2 separate regions of the Mus musculus genome follow, and region 2 is linked to region 1. A link is a contact called in public Hi-C data. All regions are on one chromosome and are shown on one strand. The core of a region is the stretch at or near the end of the contact, and the rest is flanking DNA. Distances in the headings are between cores, read along the strand shown. Region 1 overlaps Foxn3 (forkhead box N3). Region 2 has its middle 3.1 kb from the start of Gm26839.

Evidence for each region. Hi-C and Micro-C count contacts between places; a contact is called where the count stands out from the background.
Region 2: a contact with region 1 is called in a Hi-C map of liver, with 3 times the contacts expected there. The contact joins two enhancer-like sites. A contact is called at or near these places in 3 of 39 promoter capture datasets (liver and maxillary cranial neural crest), 5 of 484 Hi-C or Micro-C datasets (the HPC-7 cell line, liver and nephron progenitors), 3 of 115 datasets of contacts at active chromatin or transcription factors (bone marrow-derived macrophages and forebrain) and 3 of 9 other capture datasets (adipose tissue, liver and pancreatic islet).

Annotation. Positions count from the first base shown.
Region 1 is chr12:99,431,186-99,436,637 of GRCm38.p6, forward strand. All of the region lies in intron 1 of Foxn3 (forkhead box N3), which reads right to left. Among named protein-coding and RNA genes, the nearest start is that of Foxn3, 16 kb to the right of the region's middle. Within about 2 kb of position 2,401, at least 4 of the 459 cell types and tissues checked have an H3K27ac peak or open chromatin away from gene starts, as enhancers often do. A contact at or near this core is called in liver, where this site is marked.
Region 2 is chr12:99,558,251-99,563,212 of GRCm38.p6, forward strand. It overlaps a transcript of Foxn3 not described here. Among named protein-coding and RNA genes, the nearest start is that of Gm26839, 3.1 kb to the right of the region's middle. Within about 2 kb of position 2,686, at least 57 of the 459 cell types and tissues checked have an H3K27ac peak or open chromatin away from gene starts, as enhancers often do. A contact at or near this core is called in liver, where this site is marked.

The DNA of each region.
Region 1 (5,452 bases), core at 1,151-3,650:
AGCCCCTCCCACTTCCTGTTCACTCTTCCTGCTTTGGGATTTGCATTTGAAGATATGATCTTGGGCTGGAGAGATGGCTTAAGAGCACTGACTGCTCTTCCAGAGGTCCTGAGTTCAATTTCCAGCAACCACATTGTGGCTCGCAACCATCTGTAATGGGATCTGATGCCCTCTTCTGGTGTGTCTGAAGACAGCTACAGTGTACTCGTATACATGAAATAAATAAATAAATCTTTAAATAAAAAGAAAAGATAGGATCTTTCAGCACAGTATACACAGGTACATGCACACACTCAGACCCAGACACATACAATAATAATGATAATAATAATAACAATAAATCTTTAAATCCAAATCATAGATATGTGTGGATATGTATTAGTGGATATCCTATTTTTTAAAGTATAGCTATGGATCCCCCTGTTTCACCTTCATTCTCAGCTGTTGGGATAAAATACTATAACAAAGGCTACTTCAGGGAGAAAGGGTTCATTTAGGTCACAGTTCATTTAGTGTCACAGTCAACCACTGCCAAAGAGTCGCAGAGGCATGAGCCTGAAAGAGCTGGGTGCATCACAGTCAAGAGGCAGAGAGCAGTGACCGCTGCTGCTCAGCTCTTTGCCTTCAGCCCAGGACACGCGCCAATCCCCCTCCCCCCCCAACACACACACACAATTAAGACGGCTCTTAACACATCAATTAACGTAATCTCAACAACCTCCCACAGTATGCACAGTGACTCTTCTCCCAGGTCATTCCAGATTCTGCCGGAGTGACAATTAACATGAGCCCTCATACCCCTTTTGCAAATCTGCTTTTTTACCTACTAAGGAATATCTTTGATACCCACATCCTGCTAAGACTCAGTGGGTTGCACAAATTCACTATGCTTTAACCTCTTCATCTGTAAAACAGGGACAGATGACTTGACACATACGACGATGGCAGACATATGAAATGCCCCAAAGACTGTGTTCTAATGGCATAGTCAGTCCCCAGACTGTGGTACCAGTGGTGGTTGACAGAACCTTTAAGAGCTTGACCATGTAGAAGGAAATGAGGTCATCTGGGGAAGGGCCCTTGAAGGAGGATTTTGGGAATCTACCTTCCTCTCATTTTTTAAAATTTTCTCTCCAGGCATTCCTGGTGATATGCTATCTTGCCACAGACCAGAAGCAACAAGGTGAATCAACCATGGATTAAAGGCTCCAAAACCATGAGCCAAAATTTAAAAAAAAAAAAAAAATCCTGTCTGCTTTCTAAATGGATTCTCTTTGGCACCTGTTGACATGGTTATGTAAACTGGGGGTTACAGTACCTAAGGCTCACACAGGCCAGGCAAATGCTTCTCTGAGGAGTTGAATCGCAGGCAGCCCCTCTTAGACATTTAATTAATTAATTATTTATTTATTTTTGGTTTTTCGAAACAGGGTTTCTCTGTATAGCCCTGGCTGTCCTGGAACACACTTTGTAGACCAGGCTGGCCTCGAACTCAGAAATCCGCCTGCCTCTGCCTCCCAAGTGCTGGGATTAAAGGCGTGCACCACCACCGCCTGGCGTGACATTTCTTTTAGTAATAGAATACTGACCAGCAGAACATGTACGATTTATAGAAGGCAGACAGCACTCAGCACATCGTATTCTGCTCATTTCTCGCTGTTACATCTGTGGATCCTTTCCATCTTGTCCTATTAGATGCTACCCAGTGGACCAGGACAAAGCCCTGTGCTCTGAGCTGTCCCTGCAGATAGAGACTGAGGGCACAGCCATTTACCGTCACCATAACAAACCACAGGAAGAAAAGCATCCACAGGATATATTTCTAAGGGTGAATGAGCTTGCTGGGTCTGTGCAACATAAATTTTAGTAGATGTGCACACCCAAGACACTCTGCTAGTGTACTCCAAGGCGAATACTGAGTAGGGGTGCCCATTCCACAGCTAATCCTCAGAACTAGTTAGTCTCAAAAACCTCAAACCAGTCAAACAAGTAAAAAAAGTATACTTTAAAATTTTTTTTATGTTTTAATTTTTAGGTAAGAAAAATTGAGGTCTGGAACCCACTAAACTGTACCAGCAGTACAGATTAGGCCAAAGCCAGATCACTGGTCTTAGAATACCTTAAGACATTCACACTCTAGGTACCAGGAAAGAGCAAAGACTCCCTGGCTAGCCTACCGTCTTCCAGCCTCAGTGCATCCCTGCTAGGTAAGCCTGGAGCGCTTCTCTGCCTGGGTTCAGGCAAGGTCTCCAGAGATCCCAAGAAACAAGAAGTTCTTGGCCCAGACATTGAGACTGAAAAGTTGCTGCCTGTAGCTAGCAGATAAAGAAAGCCTTGCCTCCAAATTGCCTGAGGTTCAAGGTTATTTTCCATTGGTTTCTGTTATCTGGTCTCCATTTGGACTCCCTGCCAAGTGGCTCTTGGGAATGAGGACAAGGGCAAGGGCTTCCATTCCTCTTCTGACCCCTCTGGGGGAATCTAGATTTTTTTAAAGTGAAAACGAAGGCTCCTTTCAGAAAAGATCCGTCTGCTTCAAGTAAGGTACCTGCGGGGTGATCCCTAACCACTCCCTGTGCGTGAATGCTGCAGTTCACAGAGAAGTACTGGGAAGGGGAGAGGGAGCAGGGTCCATCTCAAGGACTACAAGGTCAAGGTCAGCTACTCGGGCACTGTGGGCCTCGGATAAATCCACTTACCATCTCACTCACTCACAGGGCGGAAATGTCATTTGCCCTGGCCTGATCCTGTACTGGCACAGAGTAACTGAGTAAGGCTGTGTGCTTTATAAGCAATGGAGTGTTTTGGTTTGGTTTGGTTTGGTTTTTGGTTTTCCGAGACAGGGTTTCTCTGTGTAGCCCTGGCTGTCCTGGACCTCACTTTGTAGACCAGGCTGGCCTCGAACTCAGATCCGCCTGCCTCTGCCTCCCAAGTGCTGGGATTAAAGGCATGCGCCACCACGCCCGGCAAGAGTTTTATTCTAGTTCGTGGTTGTGAAGGCTGAGAAATCTAAAAGCACCTTGGTGGGGTGTTTATGATGACGGTAGAGATGAACTGCACACATGCACAAAGGAGGAAAGCGCACACTGCATAAGCTGTAGAGCAGGCTCGATGGGGCAGAACACTGGATCCAGAAACATAAGCCTCTGAGTTTGCATCCTCAGAACCCACGGAAAAGCGGGGCATGGTAGAGCGCATTCATAGCCCTGCCTCCATGGCAAGATGGGAGGCAGAGACAAAAAAAAAAAAAAAAAAAAAAAAAAAGAAGTGGGGGGGGTATAGGGGACTTTTTGGATAGCATTTGAAATGTAAATGAAGAAATTATCTAATAAAAATTAAAAAAAAAAAAAAGAAACTGAAGGTACTGATACTACAATTAAAAAAAAAGAATCCTTGGCAGTTTCAGGCCAGCTAGCCTGGTGTACACAAAAGCAAACAATAAAGAGACCCTGCATCAAACTAGTTAAAGAGCAAGGACCGGGGCTGGCGAGATGGCTCAGTGGTTAAGAGCGCCGACTGCTCTTCCAAAGGTCCCGAGTTCAAATCCCAGCAACCACATGGTGGCTCACAACCATCCATAACAAAATCTGATGCCCTCTTATGGAGTATCTAAGGACAGCTACAGTGTACTTACATATAATAAATAAATAAATCTTTAAAAAAAAAAACAGACTACATTTAAAAAAAAAAAAAAAAAAAAAAAAAAAAGCAAGGACCAACACCTAAAGTGGATCTCCAACCCCCACATGAATGCTGTATATGCATCTGAATACATGTGTGTGCACATGCACACACACACACACACACACACACACATACACACACACTGAGGCTCCCTTGATAACTAACCTAGTCTCCTGACAGTGAGCATCTTTAGAGCAAGACATTCATTCCTCTCAACCTCTCTGCCTCCTGTGGGCCCAACACTCTGATTGGCACAACTCAATTTCAACCCCAGTAGTGTTGTTCTGCGCAAGGCAGGTGTGCACATGATGATGTCCTGCGTAGACTGTGAAGTACAAGCCAAATGGATCGTATGGTGAATGCCATAGAGCTGGTGGCCACTGGCTTTCACACAGGATGGAGCCTTCTCAAAGCATAGGCAAGGCCTACCATTGCTTTGAGGTACTTCTGAGGTCACATACCTCCTACAGGAGCATATCAGAACCAAATTGATCATCATGACACAGTCGTATTGTCAATTGCGCAAAAGGCATTTCACAAGCATCTGTTTACACACCAATTCCACCAGGTGTTCTGCAAGGCCGCATCCACTTGGCAGGAGCAGGAGGCATTGTCCTACTTAGCAGGTTTCAAAAACAAACAGGGCACACACTAGAATGCCACACAAAGTCAGGACTTGAGAATGGCACCATAATAAAATTCTAACCCATTCTCCACCATGTTGTGAAAAGAACACTTTAAATTCTGCTAGGCCTTTGTCATGGAAACCACTGTGCTGGGTTTCCCAACACCTGTAGCAGGTTCCTATTCTCTAACCTGTACTTTGAGTCTATAGGCATACGAGTTTAGCTCTCTGGGTTTAATGTTCTCACCTACAAAAAAGGACCGGAAAACACTTAACAGTATGGCTGCCCTAGCAAAGCCAAGGCAGAGAGCTTGGTGCAAAAATTCAAAGGCAACATCTTATTGTCTGGTGGTCTTCTGTTTCTTGTTTCTTTTCTGTCTTTTTCTTCCCTTCCTTCTCTTCCTCCCTCCTCCCCTCTCTCCCTCCTTCGTCCCTCCCTCCCTCCCTCTTCTTCTGTTGCTATGTGTTTTTGTTTGTTTGTTGCTCTGTGCAACAAACAAGACAGGGTTGCTTTGTAGAGCCCTGGCTGTTCTGGAACTCACTCTGTAGACCAGGCTGGCCTCGAACCCAGAGATCCACCTGCCTCTGCCTCCCAAGTCTGGGATTAAAGGCGTGCACCATCATGCTTGGCTTTCCATGTTTCTAATCCAGCCCCAGGCCTCATTCCAGACGACTGGCTCAATTAGCAAAGGGAGACCATTTTATGTTGACAAAATTCCTTTGGGGACTTGAAAGATATAACTAAAGGCCAGATAGAACTCATTATGCCAACAACATGAAACTAGACTCAAACACCTGGTCCTAATCAGGCCAACCTAACAAGGGCCTTGGATGAACATGAACTCAGATCTGTGGCAGAAGCTGGCTGAGAGTGAGGCTCCGGGTGAGAGTATTGCCCAGTGAACAAAGGCAGTAGTGTCTACCTTTGGTACTCCAAAAGGAAATGGGGTAAGGCTTGCTAAGGGGTATACCTCAGGGGTATAGGGCTTGACCTATAATAAAAAATTAAAAAAATAAAACGGGCGAAGAAGTGACCTGTCACTGGATGACTAACTTTCTTTCTTTCTTTCTTTCTTTCTTCCTTTCTTTCTTTCTTTCTTTTTGTTTTTTCAAGACAGGGTTTCTCTGTGTAGTCCTGGCTGTCCT
Region 2 (4,962 bases), core at 1,436-3,935, 130 kb after region 1:
ATTCAAATATCATCTGCGTGTTATCACCTGACGACACACGTTGAGTCCTCCAAGCCAATGCACACAGCTCAGCAGAGCGTCCCTTCCTAGTTGACGCTATATGAGCTCTCTCCATCCCTGACAGAACCACACCGAAAGACACTAAAGCCAAGCCTCCCAGCAAGTTGACAGTGGACCACCTTGGTCACGCCCACATGCCATTCCTATCACTTATAAAGGAAGCCTGCATTTTTACACCCCTAAAAAAGACTTTGCCCCTCTCTCATTAGAACAAGCCTGGGACTTTGTCATGCAGTGACTGGTCAGATCTTTCTCTGGGTTCCCAGTAGTTTCTCAGGATGTGTGGTGAGACATAACGGATTGTTACCTTTCGCCTCCCCCTCTCTCTGAGAACAAAGGTCCTCTGAAATCGCCCAGGCAAAAGTTCTTTTTAGCTGAGTTGGCATAGGGCCCTGAAGGCAGTTTCCTCTGGCTTCCTTAGGAGAATATTTGGGCCATTTAAAAAGCAGTGGGTTTGCAACTATGTTGGCAGAGTTCTGAGTTCTAGTGCTAGCCCCAGGTGCTGCCTGGAGGGCGGTCACCACCTCTGGGCTCCTGGTTCCCCTAGAGTAGCTAGCTCTTCTTTGATTCCATTCAGCTATCAGGATCTTGCTTAAGATTCTACTTGGTGCTAACTATAAAACAAAAACGATGCCTAAGAAAACGTGTGTGTGGGCCATTCCAATAGCTGGTTCTATTATGGGGGTCTATGTACTTACAGCCTATAAAGAGGCTTGCCCTTCCTCCTACCCCTCCAGAATATGGAACATTCATGAATTGAAGCAATTAAACATGAGATTATCCAAAGTTAAAATAGTGAAATAAATAATGATTTCAAGTAGTAGATGCTTTCAAAGTTGTGATGTTTCTCTCTCAAGCGCCTTTTTACAGACCCACACCTACCTTGTGCTTCCGGCTACCAGCAAGGTTGGCACATACCTGAAATATGTTCTTTATGAATTTCCCCCCCTCAGAAGCAAGCAGAGAAGGACAGTCCTCTCCCTCTCTCCTTCCCTTCTTCCCTCCTTTGGCATTTGATTGGTATTCTGAAACTACTGTTAAAAATTTGGCACAGCCATCCAAACAGTGCCAGCTTGAATGATTCTATCAGTGACTTTCTGACAACTGGGAATGAGCTAGGACTTCATTGAGCACCTTGCTCATTTGTATTGGTGAACGAAGCTGTACCTGACAGCGTAAGGATTAATTCTTCCAATTCTAAAGTCAAAACGGAAATTCACGGAAGTGCCAGTGATTTGAAGCAGGCTCATCGTTCGTACAACTCATGGTCACCTCCTTTGAACTGAGCAAACTCTGGGGCAGGCTGGAGCGAGTCAAGGTAGATTCTGGAAACTAACAAGTCTCATTCACTTCCTTCAGTTTGTAAAAACAAGCAACTGTCAGGTTTCCTGCCAATGGCAGTTTGCTGTACTTGCAGATAACTTCTCAACAGGAAATCCTTTGCTGAGAGGGACCAGTCATGCCATCAAGTCCCGGAGCACCAAATATTTGATAACGTGGGATCGTGAACTACACCCGTAATCGGATCATGGACACTACATGGCTCTAAGCTATTTGCTACACCATCAATATAGGATATTAAATAAGCATTAAGACATATTTAGGAACTCTTTCATCTCTCCCCCCACTCCTTGAGGCAATCAGTTGAGAAAAACAAGGGAGATGTGATATTCTTTTAGAAGTACCAAACTGCAATTTAAATAAAATTTAAAACCTTTTTAAGAAAAGGGTCCAGTGCAGTGCTAAATATACCACATATGGAGAGAAGTTATTTGAAACACAAATATAAAGACCTTGAAATTAAGGAGTCTGGCAGGGTGGGGGTGGTGTACACCTTTAATCTCAGCATTTAGAAGACAGAGGCAGGTGGATCTCTGTGAGTTTGAGGCCAGCCTGCTCTACAGAGTGAGTTCCAGGACAGCCAGGGCTACACAGAGGAATCCTGCCTTAAATAAATAAATAAATAAATATTTTAAAAGGGGTGCTGGAGAGATGGCTCAGTAGTTAAGAGGTCTCTTCCAGAGGGCCTGTGTTCGGATCCCAGCACCTACACGAGAGGGCTCACAACAGTCCGGAACTTCAGCTCCAAGGACTTCTGGTATGTGTCCACACCCACATGCAGATACATACACCTAAGCATAATTAATAATAATAAATACTAAAAAAAAAAAAAACCACCTTACCATTTAAAGATTGTCATGGATACAACAGGTCAAATTCTAGCCACTGTGTTGATTGTTATATCGACAAGTTTTACTGAAGCACCTCAAAGTCAAAATTTAGGAGAGGTATGTTTGGTTATTCTCTGCTTAGCAAAATGAGTGAAAAGGGGGCGCTGGAGGAGGTGACTAAACTTTTCTCCTTGGTATTCCTCACCATGAATAAGATATAGCTGATATGTGTGCTAACGGCCTGGAGGACCGCCCCACCCACCCAAAATAGCCTCAATAAAAAAACCAAAAACAAAAACGGGAAAGCACCGCTCTCCATTCACGGGAGAGGAAATGCATCTAATCAACTGGGCAGTCATATTTGCAGTCTGGAAATGGTCCTCGCTCCACTTAGGAGCACCTCCTCCCCCTGCTCAGCCACCAAGAACACCCTGCCCTTTGCTCCCCTGAGCACCAGGCATAGCCCAAGGGAACCTGTCCAACCCCCCAGAGACCTTCATGATCAAACACCTCAACTCCACCTGGAACCGGCTTGCAAGCCCGGAAACACTTCATAACGCCTTTGCCAAATGACCCTGCCTCCGCTGGCTGCATTCTGGTCTCTAAGTCTGTAAAAAAGGACTTTTGTTCTAACAGGAGAGACACACCTCTAGAAGCAGACACATAGTTCTACAATTAATGGCTCAAATGTACTCTTTGCAGCCTTCCTCTTGCTTAACTCAGAGGATCCAAAATGCTAAGTAAGCATGAACGCTCACACTGGCTTTCAGGCTCTTCCCTGAACTATTTTCAATAAAAATACAGTTATGAAATCCAGAGGGCTCTGTTTTTTGGTTGTTGTTGTAAAATGACCTTGGTTTGACAGGCATGGTCTCAGGTTTCAACAGATGTTGTGGGAAAGCTAACAGAAGCCAGCAAGTTCTCCAAGCATCTGTGATGACATGCAGGGCTTTTTTTTTCCCCCCTAAGTGGTGGTCATGGTAGTGAATGCATGTGTGGTGGGGGTGGGGTGGGGTTACACTTCTCAGTTTCTATGACAACCATGTCTCCATTCCTGGGTTACTAGATACCATCTACTTCCTGTGTCTAAATATTTAAACCAATCAGAAAAGTGTTTATACGGTTAACAACTTCTGGGACCCAGCTTCTTTAATGAGGCACTTTAAGGCTCAAATGAAGATGTCCAGAGAGGCTGCAGGCTGTCTTATAGAGATCCCGCTTCATCCCCTATCTCTAATTCTGCCTTCTGTGGTAAAAGACCCCCCCACCCCCGCCCCTTCTTGGATGTGAATTGTATTCTGCTCAAAGCAGACGCCACAATTTCTTGCAATAGTCTGCAAGCTGATCGGGATTGCTTGCCTTTCATTGTCTGTTTTCCCTTCCACTGTCTAAAGACTTAGATTTAGCGCGAGAAACATACTAATTCACAAGGCACTTAAATTATCAAAGTAATGATACAGTTAAGCTTCCATCTGTTGGTGTAGCTATTTAAATGCTCAGATGAAAAAAAAATTAGGAAAAATTAATTCCAAGTTGAGCAACTTTGCATCCTACAACTTATGGAGAGAAATCACTGTGAAGCCCCACATCTATCAGTGCGAGCTAGAAGCTGACATCTGCAGAGAAATTTGTCACCAAAATGGCCTACTTTATCTGGATAGAAACAACAACACAAAATTAAAGATAAAGACACCCAGAGCGAGCCAGATGCACCCAGATCAAAAGAGAAACCAGGCAGGAACCCATGTACAAGCCGGCAGATCTGAAATTAAGACGAGGTTTTAAAAGACGGTTTCGGGTGACTGTTTTCCTAAGTCCCCATCAGACTGACCAATCAGTGTGAGAGTTAGAGCGGGCTCCAGACATTCGTGCAGTCTTCAGGGCTCTCTGCACCCTCAGAGCTGCTCCCCCTGGCTAAGGCAGAGCTGGAGATCAATGGAAAAAACAGGGAACAAAAGGGAAATACTGATGTCTTCCTCAGCTCCGAGAGCCATCCCCATTTTCCTCAATGAGCCGGTAGCACCCAGCCTACAACAGCGCCACGGGGAGCTTCCACCAGCCCGGTCCAGTCCTTTCCGGGCTGGCAGTTTCGCCTTCGCAATCCTGTGTCCCAACGCTAGCATAACCTGGTGACGGAAGGCTCCCGGAGCCCAACCAATTGAAACTAATAAATTAAATAAATTAATAACCCCCACGATTAAAAGCTCCCAAGAAAGACCGCGTTCCCCTTTCCCAAATGTCATTCCCAGACTATAAACAAAGCATGAAAAATAGTCTCCCGGGCTAGGAATCTGGTTTTTTTTTTTTTTTTTTTTTTTTTTTTTTTTTTTTTTTCTCCTCAATGCAACGTTTTTCTCCAAAAACAGAAACACTCCTGCTTCCTTCAATGGACATTCTGGTTTGTCCATGTCACGCCGGGATATGAAGCTCCGGTATTTGAAAAAGAGGTTTAAACTGCCCATAGACACTCTGTTTATAATTGATAGCAAAACAGTTACGACAGCGATGCTGTAACTCTGCCCCAGCCAAACTCCACATTTAACACGTTAGTTCCTTGAAAATACAAGTCATGCCTGAGGACCCTCCAGAGCCGCCTCCCTCCGAAGTCATTAACGGAATTACATCAATTATTCGGTAATTTTTATAAATATCCATTGTCTGCTAATTTTTTAAATTAAAATGTAAACCCAGCTATCTACAAATTCCAGAAAAAAACTTTTCTTTCTTTTCT